Linked DNA regions of Zea mays: regions 1 and 3 are each linked to region 2. The links are chromatin contacts, called in public Hi-C maps. All regions are on one chromosome and are shown on one strand. The core of a region is the stretch at or near the end of the contact, and the rest is flanking DNA. Distances in the headings are between cores, read along the strand shown.

Region 1 (4,258 bases), core at 1,477-3,976, 280 kb before region 2:
GTAATGATGTATCCCCTGTGGCGCGGTCGGTCTGAGCCCAAGGTCGGGCGAGGCGGAGACTTCTCCTGAGGCCGAGGCCGGGGTCGGGCGAGGACGCGATTCCTCCCGAGGCCGAGACTGAGGCCGAGTCTTGGGGTCGGGCGAGGCGGAGACCTCCTCCCGAGGCCAAGGCCTAAGGTCGGGCGAGGCGGAGCTTTCTGTTGCGCCCGAGGCTGAACTTGCTGTTGTCAGCCTTGCCCGGGTGGCTGGCACATCAGTCAGAGCGGGTTGAGCGGCGCTGTTTTCCTGTCAGATCGGTCAATGAGAGGGCGAAGTGACTGCGGTCACTTCGACCTGGCCGACTGAGGCGCACGTGTCAGGATAAGTTGTCAGGCGATCCTCGCATTGAATGCGCCTGCGATACGGTCGGTTGGTGAGACGATTTGGCCAAGGTTGCTTCTCGACGAAGCCTGCCCGAGCTGGGCCTCGGGCGAGCCGAGGGTGTGCCCACTGCTTGAGGAGACCCTCGGGCGAGGCATGAATTCGCCCAGGACTACTGTTCCCGCCCGAGGCCGGGGTCGGGCGAGGCGAGATTGCGTCCCTTGGTAGGCGAGGTCATGACCTGAATCATGCCCATCAGTCTCTGCAGTTTGTGCTGATGGAACTTACTAGTCGTGTTTAGGAGTGTTGGGGTACCCCTAGTTACGATACCCGACACTAAAGTTAGTTATTCAATTTAAACAACTAACCTTAGATAAAATGTGGCGTAGTTAGCCACGAACCAAACAGGCCCTTACTCCGTCGCCCCGCAAAATTTCGTGGTGCATATCTTTCCCCAATTGCTCTCTTCTCAAGGACTGCTCCCTCTCCTTAAAGACCACTAGGCTTGTCAGACTACGTTCGAGGACTGCTCCTTGTCCTTCTACGTTTTTAGCCGCAAGTAGGGATAGGCATTCGATTTTTTTTAATTTTGGTTCGGTTTTTCCATTTTAAAAAACTTCGATTTTCTAGACATTAGGAACCAATCGGTTTTCTAGAAAATAAAAACCAAAAACTTCGGTTCCGGTTTTTTACTTTGGGTTTTCGGTAAAAACCGAATACCAAACTTATATTCAAAATAACATATACAACAAGTTTGGTTCGGTTTTCGATTCGGTTTTCGGTTTATGGTAAAAAAGTACCCACCCCTGGCCGCAAGGCTAAGGACGGTTCCCTGTTATGAAATTTTAAACTGCAAAATTAAAAGGAGGTTGTTTCTCGTCCAAGATTGATTGTACTAGAAAAAATGCTAGTTTTGCAATGTTTTTACGCCCATGATTTGTTTGAATAACGTGTCTAAAATTTACAGTACCTTTTTACGCCCGTGTCTAAAAGCATTGTAGTAAATTTTTGACGCCCATGAATTTTACACCTAAACGTCGCCCAATGCTGACGTGTCTGAAATTTTAAATATTGTGAAGTTAATTATTAGGAAGATAGTATTGTGGAGAAATAGTTTTTTTAGCATAGCCCAATACACAGTTTTGGGAAGAAATTTTAGAGAGACTTTTGGAGTTGCTTTTAGGATCCATAGCGAAAAAACAGACCTAGCAATTCTCGAATAGATTGTAAACAATAGTCGAGATATATGTGTGCATCTACTTTGGAGCGTGTTCCATTTCGGTCTGTGGGGGACCCTATTCCATGGAGGTAAAAGGCCCGACACGATTAATTTCGACACGGCTCGGCCCAATATTAATTTTGAGTCGTGTCAAGCCAGCCCACACCTGTCATCGGCCCATGCCCTGGTACGTTATTGCCTAAATGTGTCAGGCTCAAAACGGGCGGCCCTAAAATAGAAAATAGAAAAGGCTCGAAATATATATTAAGCCCAAAAACACAGTTAGGCTCGTAATACATCTTCTGGTTCTAGAGGTCGTGGAGCAGTAGCAAGTCAAAAAGGCGCAGCCGGAGTTGCTTGGACCGTCGGGACGACGGTCTGTGGGTCGGGTGGTCGCGACGGTGGCGCCATGGTTGACAGCTGCAGGAAGTGGGCCTGGTGGAGCTTGGTTTTGGACTCTCAACTGGAGCCTAGAGGGCGTCGCCGACTCGAACCTCAGCGAGGACCTACGCTGCGTCGTCGGTACTCCTAGTTGGTCGGGATGTCGCCTCGTCGGTGCCCGCATGGAGGCAGTCGAGCTGGGCGCTACTCGGGCCTCGTGTCTCAGGACGTCTTCACGATGGCAGCAGCGGGGGTGGGGGCAGTGGAGGGCTCGCGCCTAGGTGGTTGAGTTCACATCACCGAGATGGCTTGTTTAGGTTTAGCCGTTTAGGTTGGGAACTGGGGTCCTGGTATCGCTGGATCGAACTGGGCCTTTTCTCTCGGATAGAGGCTTATTGTCTGTGCCTAGGTGGCTTGGGACTGGGTCTTTTTTCCGCATGCAAGCCTTTTCATGCCTAAAATGAGCTTTTTCGTGCTTGCTATAAACGGGTCGGGCTCGTTCCCGTCCTTGGGCCGGGACCTCAGCTCAAGCCCAGCCCGGTCTAAAATTATTTTGTGTCGTAGCTTGTGCTTTTTTCGTTCTTCGTGCTAGTCCATTAAGCTCGACACAAATGAACACATGTACGTGGAGGTTAACCCTGAGCCGACGAGGCTTATCTTGATATCAAGGCCGGGCCACATTTTCCTGCCTGGTCACCGAGCGGTTCGGGTGAGGCCTATTTCTCCAACTGGGCCGACGATGCTTTTATCTTGATATCAGGTTGGGCCACAATTTCCTGCCTGGTCATAGAGTGGTCCGATCGAAGCCTATTCCTCTAACTGGGCCGACCTATACAAGACTGCCGTATCTTCCTTGACCGGGCTGGACTGGAGGTCTTTAGAAATGCCGAACCCACTTATCATGTGTGGTCTTCGATCTTTGCCCGGGTGAAACGTTTGTATAATTGCCTCAACTTTAACAAGTCGCGACCATGCACATGTGCGATTAGGCGCCGTAACGTAGAGTACTAGCGTTGCTTATTTGATCGCACACAAGTGGCACGCTACAAATTTAGGTCCGAATCTCGGCAAGAGACCTCCTAGCTAGTAGCTAGGCTAGCTATCTGGCTGGCTGCAACTTGCGTATGCAGCTCTCGTTTAGTAATGGCTAATCTACTGGCACTTGGAACATGCTGTTTTTTTTAAGCAAAACACGCCGCATTCGAACGCCGGGCCGGTGGTCCTTCCCACACCTGTTCTCACGGAGAGGCGATTCGGGGGGCGGGGCAAGTTGCTCGCCGGAAATGCCAGAGATTTCTTCCAGGGCGCCAACTCCAAGGCGCGCATGTGACGGCTTTGTTTTTATACTGCTTGCTCCGTGGCCGCGGGGTCTCTTGGTTAATTAGGTTGTGTGTGAGATAGTAATCCCTACTATCATGGCACAAGTCATCAGACGATAACCCAGCTCGTGCCCTGTGGCTGCGTGCAAACGCAAGAGATCAGCCACGATCTGGGCGAAACAAATGGAAGCAAACGCAAGCATGCAGCCACACCACACCACGTATGCATACGGGCGTCGGGCTCGGATCGGGTCGTTTCCGCAGCTGAGATCACCCCCAGGATAGTCCATGCATAAACTACTCGTTCATCGACCTCCCAAACTGCATAAAATATAGTAACAGATCGTTAAACAAGAGATTAGGCCATCATCTAGGCGACCAGTGAAGGAAAAAAGAACTCTGGGCAGCGAACATCGGCCGTCAACATCGGCCGGTCTGATTATGCCGCGAACGAGGTCCTGGACTGGACCCGGCGCGACGACGATTTTCTTCTCTGGTGCGGGCGAGCTCAGGGCAGCGAGCGTGTGGGGGCATAGTGCGCAGGCGCAGCAGAGAGCGACGCGCCGCTTTTTCAATTGGCCGTTAGGCCGGCCGGTGGGGCCCTCCGCAACGGCAGCGGCCACCGTTCCGTTCGTCCGGGTTCGTTTCCCTTCCCATCCCGGGCGGTTGGCCGGCCGGCCCCATGGACACGTTCTCCCGCCCCCACCTGGCCGCCCCCGTCCGCGTCATGTGGCTGTCCTCGATTCCGTTCCGTGCAGGCGCGAGATTTTTGTTTCCGCCGCGTCATCGCGCGCCCGGAGAGCGTCCTGCCTGGCCTGGCCCTCGACGGCGACGCCTTCTTCTCTTGCCGCGACGGGCGGACGGCGATCGACGACAACGATGTGCGCACGGGGGGGCCCTGGCCGGCGGAGAGAAATTCGTGCGCGCGCCGGGGACGCGACGCTACCCGCGGGGACTGGTGGGTGGGTGAAGAATTTCG
Region 2 (4,500 bases), core at 956-3,455:
CTTGCAAGTTCAGGTGGTACGGGACTGTTGCTCTGCATAAGCATCTGTTTCAGATCAAAGAAAATATCAGTGTTCTCGTAAGTTAAAAATGAACTTGCTACTCCCTTCTTTCCAGCACGACCTGTCCTTCCAATGCGATGTGTGTATGTGTCGATTGAACTAGGCATCTCATAGTTAATCACGTGTGCAACATCAGGAATATCAATACCACGTCCTGCAACATCAGTAGCCACAAGAACATTGAACCGACGGTTTCTAAATCCATCAAGGCTAATCTCTCTCTGGTCTTGTGACTTCCCACCATGTAGGGTTGTGACGCGGAAGCCTGCCTTGTCCAGATCCTTGGCGCGCATGTCCGCTGTCTTCTTAGTATTGCAGAACACAATGGCAGTCTTGTCTCCAAGATCCGTGAGTATCTTCTGGAGCCGTGGCATCTTCTCAGACTCCTTCACCATGATCACATTCTGGGTGATCAGATCAGTGGCCTTGCCAGCCGTACCAATTGTCACAACAACTGGGTTTCGGAGATACTTCCTAGCAAGACGTTCCACAGCAGGAGGCATGGTGGCACTGAACATATAAGTAGTTCTGTAAATCCTTTTCTCATCAAGTTCCTCATCCTCATTTTCAGGTTTCAAGTTACTCGATGGCATCGCGTCAAGGACACCAACAACTTGTGGCTCAAAGCCCATATCAATCATCCTATCAGCCTCATCGAGCACAACATAGTTGCACTGGTTGAGAACAGCATACCTCCTTTCCAAGCAATCAAGAAGCCGACCAGGTGTGGCAATTACAATCTCACAGCCCTGCCTAATCTTGAAACCCTGCTCCTCAATTGACTGGCCACCAACAATTGAGACAACTTTAAGGCCTAGATAGGTTGCAAATTTCACAGTCTCCTCCTCAATCTGTTGAGCAAGCTCACGAGTAGGTGCCATAACAACGGCATAGGGACCCTCGGCCTCATTCTCCTCGCTTATGGGTGGCAATCGGGTAATGTAAGACAACATGGGGAGTACAAAAGCTGCAGTCTTTCCAGAACCTGTCTCAGCAATACCAATAACATCACGCTGCTGTAGACCTAGCGGAATGGCAGCCATCTGGATTGGTGACGGTTTTTCATATCCAGCCTTGTCAATAGCACGAAGCAACTCGGTGCCAAGCTTGCTTTCACTCCACTTTCGCATCGGTCGGGGTATGCGAGAACCCTTATAGGAGATATTGAAATCCTCACGGAAAATTCGCCAATCCCGCTCAGTCATCTCCTCGAGTGTCTTTTCGGACCAGTGCCTGTCCACACGCATATCGAAAGCATCATAAATTTCAGCAGCAGCAGCCTTCTTCTTATCTACCGCATCATCCTCCGGACGGTCCTCCACACCAGCCTTGCGCCGCAGCTCTGCACGGGTCTCCTTCTCGTGCACAGCTGCCGCCTTCTTCTGCTCACGTCGGTCAATGCCGGCAAGGAAGCCCCGGCCAAAGAGCAGCCGGGCCTCGTGCGGCGACTGGTAGAGTGCATTCATGTCCCGGCTGGTGTCCTCGGTGTTTTCCCAGTCGAAGGAGAAGCGGAACTTCTCAGAGGGCTTGATAACCCGCTTCTTGGGCTTCTTGGACCCGAGGTACTGCTCCTTGATCGCGTCGAGCTCCTTCTCACGCTCCCGCTCCGCAATCTTCTCCAGCCGGTCCCTCTCCCGGTCCCCGCGATCCCTGTCGCGGTCCCGGTCCCGGTCCCTATCACGGTCGCGCCGGTCGCGGTCCCTGTCGCGGCGGGAGGAGTCATCTCGGTCGCGGTCCCTATCTCGATCTCGATCCCGATATCGGTCGCGGCGGGAGTCGTCGTCGCGGCGGCGTTCCCGGTCTTGGTCCCGGTCCCTGTCCCGGTCGGAGTCGCGGTTGGAGTTGGAGGAGTCGCGACGTGCGGGGTTGGAGCCGGACGGGGGAGGACCACCGGAAGTCGGCGGCGGAGGGGGCCGGGGCAGGGACTGGATGAGGTCGAGCGCGGTGCGGCGCTGGTCGGAGACGGCGGCCTGGCGGCGCTCAAGCGCGAGGCGCTCCCGCTCCGCCTTGGTGAGGAACACAGGCTTCACCGGCTCAGTCATCGCGTCGGCGGAGCGCTTCATCCCGGCGGCGCCGATGCGGCAAGTGGGGAGAAAGGTTTGCTGAGTGTGGGGCGGATGACGGTTTAGGGAACAGGTCAACCGTAGGTCCGTAGCTATTCACCTACGGTTAAGTCGTGTTAAGCCGTAGGGCTCAGATTTTTTTTCTTTCAAAAAGAGAATCTAGCTATAAAAAGAATTTAGACGTGAAGAAAATCCAAGTGTCATGGAGATTAAGGACGAAGTCAGAAAAAAATTAGAAGGTGCTGAACTAAACCACTATAGTATAGAAGCTCTTCTACGTTGTATATATACGCTAAAAATCTTATGAGAAGGTCAAGTGGAGCTCCATAGACTCAGTAGCGGTAGGAGGGGCTTGAGCCCCGTTCGTCCCACCGCTGCCTCCGTCCCTGATGGATATTACGTACGTAGAAAGATAAAAAAAGGTTTATAGAGTTTATGATATAAAAAGTGACGGTTTATAATGTGGCAACTGGCTGTTTCGATCTTTGTTGTTTGGTTCTCTTCTCTGGTTGATGCGAGATTTATTTATTTATTGGTTATTTAGGTCATGTTTGAGATAGCTCCAGCTTATAAATTTTATAGATTTAGTGGACTAGGTCATTAGATACTTCAGAAAATCATAAAGCGAGAGTTGTAAGCTTTTAGAAAATATTTAGATAAATTATTTCGTTTATTATTTAGATTAAAAATATTTTAAAAACTATTTAAATTGATATTATAAACTACAACTCATAGAACTCGGAGCCATCACAAACACTCCATAGAGCATGTTTGATAGAGCTCTAGATTGCTAAAAACCGTTTTAGCTCTAGCCTTTTTTTAAAAAATGCAGTTTTTTGTTGTTGTTGGAGTCAAACCAATTCACAAATTGTATGGCAAAAGAAACTCTTATTCTTTATGGCTTTTTGCAAAATTAAAAGGAAGCATAGCCAGAGTCGGTAAAGTTAGGATTTGTAGCTTTTCCTACCTAGTATAAAATAGCTCGGTCTTTTTATGTGCTTTTCGGTAGAAGCTATTTTAAGCGTTTAGTATGATTCTGATTTTTTTTCCCGCGGGAGAAGATAGAGTCGAAGCCCCTCTAATATTGGTCTGAGAGCAAACTACGTTGAGCTGTTGATTGATTGCACGAACTTTCTTTTGATCCTATCCGGTAACAATAGGCCCAAAGCACCCAAGCTGCATCGCGAAAGAAAGCCCACGAGAAATGAACTTCTTCAATCCCGTTTTCTGTAGAACCAGGCTGGTGAAGGAATCATGCATGTTGAGGCCGAGTTTGGCCCAAATCGATATACAGAAACCCGAACAGTTATTTCTTGCATTATGTCAACACAAGCTAGATCGACCTACATACACCCAAACAATTGGGCCCCGGATAACTCCTCTTTGCATTGGGGGCTATAAAAAATAATGATTTCACTAATGTCCTCACTATTCTACTGTACTAGCAGCGGCATTTGGCTGCAGAAGCTGCTAGAGACAACAACACGTCAACACTACCGCCGGAGGAGCAGGAGGCAACCGAGGTTGATGCAGCCGGCCAGCCGAGCCGTGCGCGAGCCGTCGATTGCCCCCCTGTCACATCTCGCATCATGACGCTTTAATCCGTGTCGCCCTGTACTACTTATATAGTGTTTTTATCTTTTTTTTATTACAACTGCAGTAGTTTAAAACCAACTTTAATTCGAAACAAACAGCCAGAGCCTTCTTCTGCCCGGTCCATGCTTAGAGGTAAAACAATCGTCGTCCTTGCTCCTTCGGTTTCACTGGATGAGATTTGCGAATTGAGATGCATCTCGCGGCCTTCTCCCTCACCTCGCCCCCCTGTCCAGACCGATAAGAGCTTGTTTGAGTAATTTTGGATTGGAGTGGATTGAGATGGTATAAAATGTATTGAAGTGTAATATGAACTAATTTCTCTTTCAATACCTAAAATACACTTCAATCCATCTTTATCCAAACAAGGCCTAAGGCTACTGACTGGTCTACTCCACAGTCCACGCTGTCTGCTGCCTGCACTAGCCGAGCTTCTCAAGTCTCAACAAGGCCAGGAGGTCGACCGGAGCTCTGCTTCAACAGACAAGCTGTTGCTGACAGCGTACAAGCTAGTAGTACAAGTACCAGTGCCGGAACAACAGAGAAGACATTGCACAGGACCAGCGAGCTCGTCATGCTCATGCATCGGTGAGCAGCACTAGAACATGGTAGAGGCAGGCAGGTCCACCCCACCCGGACCTACCCACCCAACAGACTGTTTGGTGATCCATGTACCGGCGATCGACTGGTCATCTCTCATGACCCTTGACAGCTAAACCAATCGTACATGGTGCATGACGCCGGTTGCTTCCAGAGTTCAATAACTATATATATAAAGCAGCAC
Region 3 (4,607 bases), core at 1,444-3,943, 280 kb after region 2:
ATGCTACTGCAGTGCACATGTTTGGTCATTTCAAGTAGTAAGGTGAGATCATAAAATCCGTCAGCAGCTGGTAAGGTTAATTCTATGACAGAACAAATGTTCCAGTCCAAACCATAGAAATGAAGTTAACTTTCAGAATTATATCACCTCAACCATAATCAATTTAACAATCTGAATCGGTGTGCTTGCAATCTGCAACCATGCATAATGAGATGGACAAGAGTGTGCTGGATCTGCTACAGCAGATCGAATTATCCAAATCAAAAAGACCAACTACATGATAGCTAACTCTGCTTGCAGCTTGAAATTTTTGCGAAACTGGAAAACATTATCGTAAAATAAAGCACACAAATGCATCAGGTCACAACACTGAAAGTATCAACAGATGTTACAGATGGCATTCCAGGGCAGCATGGTATTTTTAAATAGTTAAAGAGTGCTGCATTTTTAGCAAATTTACATAATTATACATGAGTTGGTCCATCTATCCGTTCACACGAAAACTTTGCGCTATCAGAACACTCCAGCTTAACATCGGATGTTCTATAATAATCACTCAAAATTCATGATAAAACAAATTGTTGTTTTAAATACACCCTACAAGCCAGATTTCTGTATTGGAATATCAAAAAAAAACTTGGACGCACTATGGCATGCCTAAAAATGAAATGATGACAAGGATTGCACTGAGAAAAATATTTAACAGAACGTGCAAGAGCAACATCTAGCTACGTTGATTTGTGGGTGCTGTCATAATATATAGTACAGAAAAGATCCTAGGTCACAGGTTCACAACAACTCTTCCTAGACCACAAAAACTCCATGAGCTAACTAATAAGAGAAAAGAGGAATACCTCCTCCTCGTAATCATTCCGCTCACGAACATAAGCAGCTAGACGCATAACAAATGTGTCAACAAGGGCCCTATCCTTTGTCCAGCCAAACTCTATGATCTCACAGCTCAACTTCACAACTGCTTCAAATAGAGCCCCAGGACTACTGCCTGCCATGTCAGCCTGCATCAAAATAATGGTTTCATATTAGACCACACCCCATGAACACAGAAGTTTCTTCAGTCCAAGCAAGATACATGCCTGCGAACATGTGCTCACAACAAGCGGTTTTAAGGGAATCAAAAGCACCGGCAGAAGTTGGCCCCCACGTGAGACAGTTATCTGGCTGATCCCATTGAGCAGTGTGCAAAATAGCTCCTCGCATATCTTCAGTTTCCGCCAGGATGACAGGATGCACGACTTGGTGGCCTCGATGAACCAAGCTAGAGTCTGCTGGAGCATATCCTTCGAAGATTTGATATCAGTATCCATGGTGGAAACGCTTCGCACCAGCACCCCCACTGCAGCTTGACAACACATCAATTTGGTGTTTATCCTTGCCCTGAGCTGTGTACCCTGCTCCCTCCAGTCCCGCTTTCTAATCTGCAAGCCATCACCACAATAATGAGCAAGCACAACAAGCATCATATAGAGGCACAAATGAAGGGAAGAATCTTACCTTGAGAAAATCCGTGAGTGATCGGACCTGTCGCGCAGCAGCATTCCTGACCTTCCCAATCTGCTCGGTCTCTAGCCCACCCTCGCCCCCAAGCATATGCACGGTCAGTCTGAATGCGACTTCCTTCCGCTCCAGCTCATCGACCTCCTCCTCCTCGAACCTCCGCACTACCTCCTTTGCCCCACCGTTTTCCTCGCCCAAGGTGTCCTCTCCCTTCCCCTTGGCCCTGATCGGCTCCTCCTCGGAGCCAAGAAACTCGAGGAGCAGCCGGGCAGCGATGGGCGCGGCATCCGCGGGGAGGAGCGGCAGGGGCGCCGCGGCAGCGGCGGCGGAGAGAAACGCGCGGGCGAGCGGCGCGGAGGTCGGGTCGGCGACGTCGAGCGCCGCGAGGAGGGCGGCGGAGAGCGCGGAAGAAAGGGCGGGGGAGGATGGGGCCGCGGCGAGGAGCGGGAGGAGCCTAGCGAGAAACGGCGCCGGGGCGAAAGACTGGGGCCAGAAGGCCGGCGAGAGGAAGGCGTGGGACGCGAGGAAGAATAGGAGTGGGGCCGGGGGCGCCGCATCGCCTTCGGCACCGGCACCGGCGCCACCCGCCGGGAGGAGGCGCGCCAACGCGAGGAGCGAATGAAGGTGCGCCCTCGACGCACGCTGCGGGGCGGCGGCACCCGGGGCGGCGGCGCAGCGGGAGGAGAGCCATGCAAGCTTGTCGGCGAGGAGGAGATCCGGGTGCGCGGCCACCAGGTCGCAGAGCTCGTTGAGCGCCTCCATTCTGGGGGCGGGAGGGGTCACCTCGGCGGCAATGCGGTGTCAGATCATGTGGCGGATCGGGGTACGGGAACGCGGGCGGGGCGGAGATGCGCTCCTCCCTCCCTCGCCCTTGGTTTTTCCTTCCACTGACGCGAGAGCAATTGGTGGAGCCGAGGACGGGGGAAAGCCGGGGAAGGGACAGGGTGGGTGGATGGCTCGTGTTCTCGGTTGACTCGGCTGCCGAATGTTTTGGGGCTGGGCGGGCGGCAGCCTGAGACAGCTAGGCAGGCAGGGGGGGGACGAAGAAGAAAGGCACGCGACGCGGCGTCGATGGCTCGTTCCCCGCCACGGGCGCGATGCGGTCGAGAGGAGAACGACGCGACGAGCAGAGGACGATGGCAGTTGCGGGCCTTGCGGCCTCGACGGGAACCTGTCACGATTTTGACGCGCTGTGATTGGGCAGGGATAAAACGGTAGGTCGGTAAACATTAAAATTATTATCGTTTTTATATTTTTATCGAAAATAAAATCGAAAACGGTAACTCCGGAAACGGAAACGATATTGGTATTTCGGATACATCGAAAATAAAAGTTTGGTGTGGAAAATACACCGGTAACGGTCAAAATCTAAAATACAATCGGTAAACATATCAAATTTCACAATACAACAAAGTTGACAAAATATCACAAAAACCACAAGTTCACAATATAACAAGTTCACAAAGATCATAAATTTATAATATAAAAGTTTATAAAAATCAAAAGTTCACAATATAACAAGTTCAGAGTATAACAAGTTCATAAAGATCATAAGTTCACAGACTCAAAGTTCACAATTCACAATATTCACTCGATCTAGCTGACATGACATGGTTACTTATGAAATATTTTTTCTCACATAAAGAGTTTTTTCACAACCTCACAGAAAAGCCCTAAAACTAGTGTGTGGAAAAGACAGACTATCGGCTCTCTATCATTATATATTACTAATATATAACATGTGCATAGAAAAGGGTGGATTCGTTCGATAGACCAAATCGTTAATCCCAACTGCCTTTCAACACCATCTATCCTAAAAAATCTTCAAACGTCCAAAAAAATACAAAAATAAGTAATCCTTATCTAGAGACGTACAAGCGATGCGAAAAATCACATGCTGGCAAATTTCGAAAATCTAAGACACAATTCCGAAAAAATCTAAGACACAATTCCAGAAAATTCCGAGCCACAAATCCAATAATTTCCGACAAAAATCGGTAACCGAAGGAAACGGTCTGTAAAACACCACGCCGATTCTGATATTGATTCCGATAGAAAAATCCGAAAACTGATTCCGTTTTCGAAAAATATCGTTACCGGTGAATCCGACTGAAAAATTTCGAAATCGATTTCAGGAATACCGAAAAATTTCGAAACCGTTTTCATCCCTAGCATTAAAGCTGATGTCCAATATCCACTAACCACTGGTGGCTATGTTCGTTTATCACAAGATGATTAAAGCGGATTAAATCAACTTTTATTTAATTTTTACTAATATAATCCTCTATAAATCTCTTCAATCCCTTAGAAAATGAACATGCTCTGAGAGTGATTGTGCTTCACTACGGTTTTTATATCAGATAAATTTATTTTAATAAAATATAAATATATGTATTCTAATAGTTAGATGAGTGAATGTATAGCCAATAACTAATTTGAACCCTACTTATACACAATTTTATCTTGTTTTTTATAACCATGAAAGTTATTGGACAAGTTGGATTAGAAAGAAGTCTAGAAACTTTTTTGTTAAAAAGACCGTCGGTGGAAACTAGGAAAATTGATGCTTTATACTAGCATAGAAGAGAAGGTAAATAAAAATAATATTTTATTAAAAACGTCGAACATGTAATTTAACAAATAAAAAGTGCATAGTTCAAAAGACATTAAAAATATGTTATTGAACCAAAATAAAAATACATAAATCAGAATAAAAAATAAACTCTAGTTTTCATAGTACAAATCTTAGTTATGTTCCATTAAATGTTTTAGAGCTGCTCATAAATCGAACTAGCATGGGTTACAGTCTCATGTTAAAGACTGGCTACAAACCCTATCGATGCTTTGGAGGTGATGGTCGGTGTTGTAACGAATGACTCGATTATCTCATTGTCGTCCATATGGTATGGTCTTCACACTCGTTCTCAATGATCATATTATACACAATCTCTATTATTATAATGTAACAGTTTCGACGGTCACCCCTTTCATGCGTCCCCCCCCCCCCCCCCCCGCGCCCGCGTCCTCATCGTCGTGCGAAGGCCGAAAGGCTCCAACCGCCTCGCGCTGTGCCTCTCGTGACCCTAGCTATC

What was found. A called contact is a pair of places that touch in the nucleus more often than the background predicts.
Region 1: a Hi-C map of ear shows a contact between it and region 2, with 2.4 times the contacts expected there. The contact joins the enhancer-like site here to the promoter of LOC100281521 in region 2.
Region 3: a contact with region 2 is called in a Hi-C map of leaf, with 4 times the contacts expected there. The contact joins the promoter of LOC103625953 here to the promoter of LOC100281521 in region 2. A contact is called at or near these places in 3 of 25 Hi-C or Micro-C datasets (all in leaf).

What each region holds. Positions count from the first base shown.
Region 1 is chr5:12,408,024-12,412,281 of Zm-B73-REFERENCE-NAM-5.0, reverse strand. No RefSeq gene overlaps it. Among protein-coding and RNA genes, the nearest start is that of LOC100127531, 15 kb to the right of the region's middle. Within about 2 kb of position 2,726, at least 20 of the 20 cell types and tissues checked have an H3K27ac peak or open chromatin away from gene starts, as enhancers often do. A contact at or near this core is called in ear, where this site is marked.
Region 2 is chr5:12,128,120-12,132,619 of Zm-B73-REFERENCE-NAM-5.0, reverse strand. LOC100281521 reads right to left here and starts at 2,205. Exons shown (of 3, transcript NR_164199.1): 1 at 1-2,205.
Region 3 is chr5:11,844,601-11,849,207 of Zm-B73-REFERENCE-NAM-5.0, reverse strand. It overlaps LOC103625953 (phosphatidylinositol 4-kinase alpha 1), which reads right to left and starts at 2,693. Exons shown (of 26, transcript XM_008646354.3): 1 at 1,513-2,693; 2 at 1,095-1,436; 3 at 855-1,016. The coding sequence starts at 2,277.